Linked DNA regions of Mus musculus: region 2 is linked to region 1. Evidence: chromatin contacts called from public promoter capture Hi-C data. All regions are on one chromosome and are shown on one strand. Each heading gives the region's core, a stretch centred on a gene start, on an enhancer-like site or on the middle of the called end of the contact. The rest is flanking DNA. Distances are from core to core; before and after follow the strand shown. Region 1 overlaps Arhgef17 (Rho guanine nucleotide exchange factor (GEF) 17). Region 2 overlaps Fchsd2 (FCH and double SH3 domains 2).

Region 1 (2,700 bases), core at 69-2,568:
TCAGAAGGAAAGCCAGGTCCAAAAGTCCCGTCTGCCAACTCCCTGACTGTCCATCCTTAGCCCCTTTCATAAGGAAGGGCAGAGCTAGGACCTGGGATGGGGAAATAGAAAGGAGGGGAGAGAATCAGAGACAGGGAGTTAGAGGGCCCTGAAGAGCTCTGAAAGGCCAAGTGACCAAATTAGTCCAGGGTGTAGGGTTTCCCAGCTTCTGAAGTCAGCAACACAGTGGGAGCTGAGGCAGGCCACAGTTGACATAACCCCAGGCCATCCCTGAGCTCAGCTTCCAGCCCAGAGCTGCAAAGCTAGCTGCAACTCTCCCATGCCAGGGCAGATGCTGCCTAGGGCCAGTCTGAATCCACAGCCAAAACCCAGGCATAGCTGATGCAAGATAAGAGATGGGAGAGCTTTGTGGAGGGTGGGAATGAGCCTTCGAGGCCCGGGATGAACAGGAAGAAGGTGGGAAGGTGAACAGATGCAGGCAGGCAGGATGAGGGGGCAGACTATCCACCCTGAGTCACAGAGGCAGCCCTATCTACAGGGATCAGAACTGTTTTCAATCCCTCTGAGGGGCCTTTGCCACCAAGGCTCAGCAGAAGCCGGTCTGTCACCACACTTCCCTAGCGACTTTACCTCGAAGCTCCTCCAGCTGAAGACTAGTGTGTTGGCACTGGTCCTGGGGACTAGCCAAACTCAAAACACGGACTCTCCCAGTTCTGCAGGATTCCACCTGGGTGGATCTGCAACATCCACATCCCTCAGACCCAGTTTTATAAATGAGGAGGTTAAGCCACAAGAAAGGCCAAGGTCAGAAACTAGAACAAGCTTGGAGTCGGACCCCTGAAGCCCTCTGCTGATCCCTAAAGTGAGGCTGGTCCCTAAGTCTCCCAGGTTTTGGAACAGATTTCAAGGCAAGAGCGTGTGAACTGGCCTGAAATGAGACCAGCCAAGAGTCGGGCATTGAGGCCAGAGCCTTGACTCAGTGTTATCACCTGCATCCACACTTCTAGTGCATTTCTAGCAAAGAACCATGGGAATCTAAGAAACAGGACTCTGAGAAACATTCCAAGGGCCTTTGCAACCACCACCAGAACACCTTGGGGCAGACAGACAGACCCTTCCACACTGGCAGCATCCGGAAGCCTCTTCAGGTCCTGAGGTAACAGGAGCCAGGTGCCATTAACTCTATTCCAGGACAGATTCTGGAAGCCTGCCTAATGAGTACTCAGTTCCTGTCAGGTTGGTGCCCATGGCTCTCATGCACCCTCCCTCAGTCTCCTTCCAAAGGACTTACCACTTGTGGCTTGCTACAGCACTTGCTCGCTGGGGCTGGCTCATCTGGAGTTGCCCTGGCAGCCCCAGAGGGCTTGGTCTCAGTGGAGGGCGGTGCAGAAGGAGGCAAGCAGGGTAGGTCCACAGGACCTGGGGCAGGAACGTCACCAGAGTGAAGGGTCAGCATGTACCGTTTAGTCACATCCTCAAGTGATGGTGCCTGCAAGGCGGGATGGCCTCTAACAGGAAAGCCCACAGGCTCTGGCGCAGCCACGGGGGGTCCCACAGACATCGCAGGCTCGGGTACCACAATAGGTGTAAAGGTGGCAGGCACACTGGCGTGGCGAACATGTTTGGAGGAAGACCGAGTTTGTGTCAAGCTACCAGTCTGGTCCTGGTTGCCCTCCTCTCTCCGAAGCTCCTGGTGACTGCTCCGGGCTGGGCGCTTCTTGGAGCCTCGACGGGTGAGCCGAGGGGAGAGAACACTGGTCAGCTTGGGGTCAAGATGGAAGTCATGGTGGGCAGTGGAGGAGGCAGGTGGGGCAGGTAGGGACCTCTCTGACTGTGCCCTGCCCCTGGCAGGAGCAGGGTCTTCCGGCTCTGTCCACTGCTCTGCAAGGATAGGTTCACTGCTGGACGGAGGCAGCATGGGCTCCACTTCTCGAATGGGCTCCCCTCCTGGGCCCTCAAATCCAGGCCCAGTCAACTCCCCACGGCGACTAGGGTCACTCAGAGATTTCTTCTTGGGGGTCTTGCCAGCAATCCTGTCTTCTCCCATACGCCCCAAGGCACCAGGCCCCTGAACGATACTCTGAATGACTTCCTGATAGTCCTTGTTCTCTTCGCTAACCACAGACCAGTCACTGTGGCCGCTGGTCAGGCCCTCATCCATAGCTGGGGTCACTGGAAGCCCTGTCTTAGAGTTCAGCGAGCCCAGAAGATTGCTGTCCACAGAGAACCCTGAGGGCTCCTCAGAGGTGGCAGCCCGATGACGCTGTGGAATAGGGTCACTCAGGGACCTGTAGGCCTCACTAGCCTCCCCATTACTTAGTTCAGTTCCATTAGGGCCTGAAGGTGGCACTTTTCGTCTCCTGCGGAGGGCACCTGGAGTTGGAGGGGTCTCAGGAGACACAAGGGCCCTCCCACCCAGGCTGTCTTCTGTCCCGGCCCCAAGGTGGTGGTTTGTCTGCGCTGAAGTAGAGGAAAGGGGTCGCCACACTCCTGCAGGATCTAAGCTGCAAAAGGCAGCACCAAGAGGTTCAGGGTCTGCTCCAATGCCCTCATCCGTCAGGTTGGACTCAGGGCCAGAGAGCTCCTCCTGAGACCGATGCCCTTGGGTCATATCCCCTGCCCAGTCAGGACTTGTAGGGCAGACATCATTTCCATCGTCCTGCTGTGCACCCATTCGCTGTATCTTCTCAAAAACCTGAC
Region 2 (2,700 bases), core at 137-2,636, 210 kb after region 1:
AATTCTTTCTATTCAAAACCACTAACATGGCATTTTGGTCAGATGTCCATTCTTTATTGTCACTTACAGATTTTTTTTTAAATATTTATTTATTTATATATATGTAAGTACACTGTAGCTGTCTTCAGACACTCCAGAAGAGGGAATCAGATCTCGTTATGGATGGTTGAGAGCCACCATGTGGTTGCTGGGATTTGAACTCTGGACCTTTGGAAGAGCAGTCGGGTGCTCTTACCCACTAAGCCATCTCACCAGCCCCACTTACAGATTTTTAATAGTAATACTGGTGTTCTCTATACAAAAGATTGATTGCCAAAAAGATTGAGCACTTATGAGATTCAGAGGACATATAGAAGACTCACTTTAACACTATAATTTTTTTTTTTTTGTTTTGTTTTTGTTTTTCGAGACAGGGTTTCTCTGTGTAGCCCTGGCTGTCCTGGAACTCACTCTGTAGACCAGGCTGGCCTCAAACTCAGAAATTTTGCCTGCCTCTGCCTCCCAAGTGCTGGGATTAAAGTCGTGCACCATCACCGCCTGGCTAACAGTATAATATTTTAAAAAGCCAAGTTCTACCTCGGAGAATAGGTGGGGTCTTTGGGCTTCATTGCTATTTAACTAACTTATATTAACTTTTGTGAAACTTATTTTATTTTTGCCTTGAAATTTTAAATAAAATGCAAATTGCTTATTAAGAGAAGAAGCAGACAGGTATGCATGTAGTTTCAGTTCTTTGGAGGTGTGTGATGAGTTTCAGGAGAGCATGTACTATAGAATAGTATATGAGTAGCTTTCCAGTATGTCTGTGTGTATGTGTGTGTAAATTCATTTAAACTTGAGATGGATTATTTGACATCAATTTGAAAGATGTGCCTTCAAGCACATCCAATACTTGTAATACATCTTTAGAAGAGTGTTAGGAATTAAAAAAAAAGAAAGAGAAATGTTGCTGACTCTCACTTAATTTACACTTAATAGAATTCGAGTGGTGAACCTATGGGTTGTATGGCAGATTCAATTTCCTACAGGAGTATTAACGTTTTATTTTTAAGCATGGTTTATGAAGTTCACTTTGTAATTCTCCAGAAATAACAGATGACTCGTGTGTGTGTGTGTGTGTGTGTGTGTGTGTGTGTGTGTGTTTATACTTAACATAACAAATGGATCTCTGCAAATAAAGTAGCCCTAAAAGATGGTCAAGTTGCACTAAATCTTAGGGTAAAACCAAATCTGGCTTAAAGATAGCTAGTCACTAAAGTGTTTGTAAATTCATTTGCAGTACTCAAGCTGAAATTGCTACAGGCAACTTCTGTGTATTAATGTACTTCCTGCAGTCTTTGGCAGACTGTTGCTAGTGAAGGAAGGATACAAAAGGTTATTGTGGTTGGAGAGAAAGAACAGGAAAAGACTGTGGACTTTTAAGGGCGGCTCCTTACTGAAGGACAAACAGAATAAACATACTCATGCTGGCAGTTACCCTGTAATAGCACCCTCTGACACCTAAAGCTTTTCTTTTTAAACTATTTTCCTTCTTTTAAGAAATAAATTTACGAACAGTTGAACATGGTACCTGAGAATTAGGATTACATGTGTGTATGTATGTGTATATATATGTATATGTGTGGTGTATGTGTGTGTATGTGTGTGTGTATATGTATATATATTAGGAATTCTCTTTGGCAAATTCCTTCTGTAATAGAGGCTTAAAGTGTAGTCAGTTCAGCTTTAAGCAGTTAGTTTTTCTGTGCTATTAGGGAAACTATATACTTGAAGCCTTTTTTTCTTCCATCTCATTCTCTGAGTAAGGAGACAAGGTAACTACTATGGCAGAAAGCCCATCAGAACAAAATTGATGGAGTTACTTTTATATTTATGTTGCTTTTAAAATGACTTTATTGTATTTTGGTTTTTTGTCATACATAGGTGTTAGAAATACAATTGGAAGGAACAGGCTAACTTTTGTTTAAGTAAGATAGTCTAACTAATTTTATATAGTTTAATTTTTAAAGTTGTAAAGCTGTGTTATAAGAGGAAATTGTAGATGTGAGTAAATTTGGTCTTTCTGGGCAAATAGATTTGCTAGACTTTCATCTTCCTATGGCTGTTCTGTAGCACATTTTTAAAAGAAATGAGTAAAAAATAATTGCTTATTCGACTTCTATTCCTTTTTTCTCCAGAACCTGTTCCTGTTAATGAGTTTAGGGGTTAGGCTGGCATAGCATAGGAGTAGAAAGAGGGAAGAGTTTAGGCCAGAGCTGTGGTTTTTAAACTCTTGTAGATAGAACTCCCGGTTCCCTCCTCCCTCCCTCTCTTCCTATTTGTTTAAAATACAGGCTCTCAGTATGTATCCCAGGCTGACCTGGAACTCATGTTTCTCCTGCCTTAACCCCTGACTGTTAGGACTTACAGTGTGTGCCACTATGTTTCAATGTTTATTATAATGTTTATGCTTTCAACTTCTTGCTCCTTTTTTTCCACCAGAAAAATCTAGTAGGTTCATTTATAATTGTCATAAATTTGAGCTGTTAAAATGCCTTCACTGAAACATTTTGACTTGCATTAGTATGTTGCATTTACATCTCGAATTTGTATTAAAAATTCACACACAGATGAGAACAGAAAAACTGTCAATACTCTGTCCCCTGCTTTTTCCATTCATAGTCATATACTTAGGTACCTTTTAATCCCATGGAAAAAGGA

Evidence for each region. Promoter capture Hi-C pulls out the DNA fragments that hold promoters and counts their contacts.
Region 2: a contact with region 1 is called in a promoter capture Hi-C map of the C10 cell line, with 2.3 times the contacts expected there. The contact joins two enhancer-like sites. A contact is called at or near these places in 4 of 39 promoter capture datasets (the 3T3-L1 cell line, the C10 cell line, HPC-7-derived erythroid cells and 1 more), 1 of 115 datasets of contacts at active chromatin or transcription factors (embryonic stem cells) and 1 of 9 other capture datasets (liver).

What each region holds. Positions count from the first base shown.
Region 1 is chr7:100,927,278-100,929,977 of GRCm38.p6, forward strand. It overlaps Arhgef17 (Rho guanine nucleotide exchange factor (GEF) 17), which reads right to left. Exons shown (of 21, transcript NM_001081116.1): 1 at 1,292-2,700. Among named protein-coding and RNA genes, the nearest start is that of Arhgef17, 3.5 kb to the right of the region's middle. Within about 2 kb of position 1,319, at least 50 of the 459 cell types and tissues checked have an H3K27ac peak or open chromatin away from gene starts, as enhancers often do.
Region 2 is chr7:101,141,720-101,144,419 of GRCm38.p6, forward strand. The region is part of intron 3 of Fchsd2 (FCH and double SH3 domains 2); the gene reads left to right. Among named protein-coding and RNA genes, the nearest start is that of Fchsd2, 34 kb to the left of the region's middle. Within about 2 kb of position 1,387, at least 35 of the 459 cell types and tissues checked have an H3K27ac peak or open chromatin away from gene starts, as enhancers often do.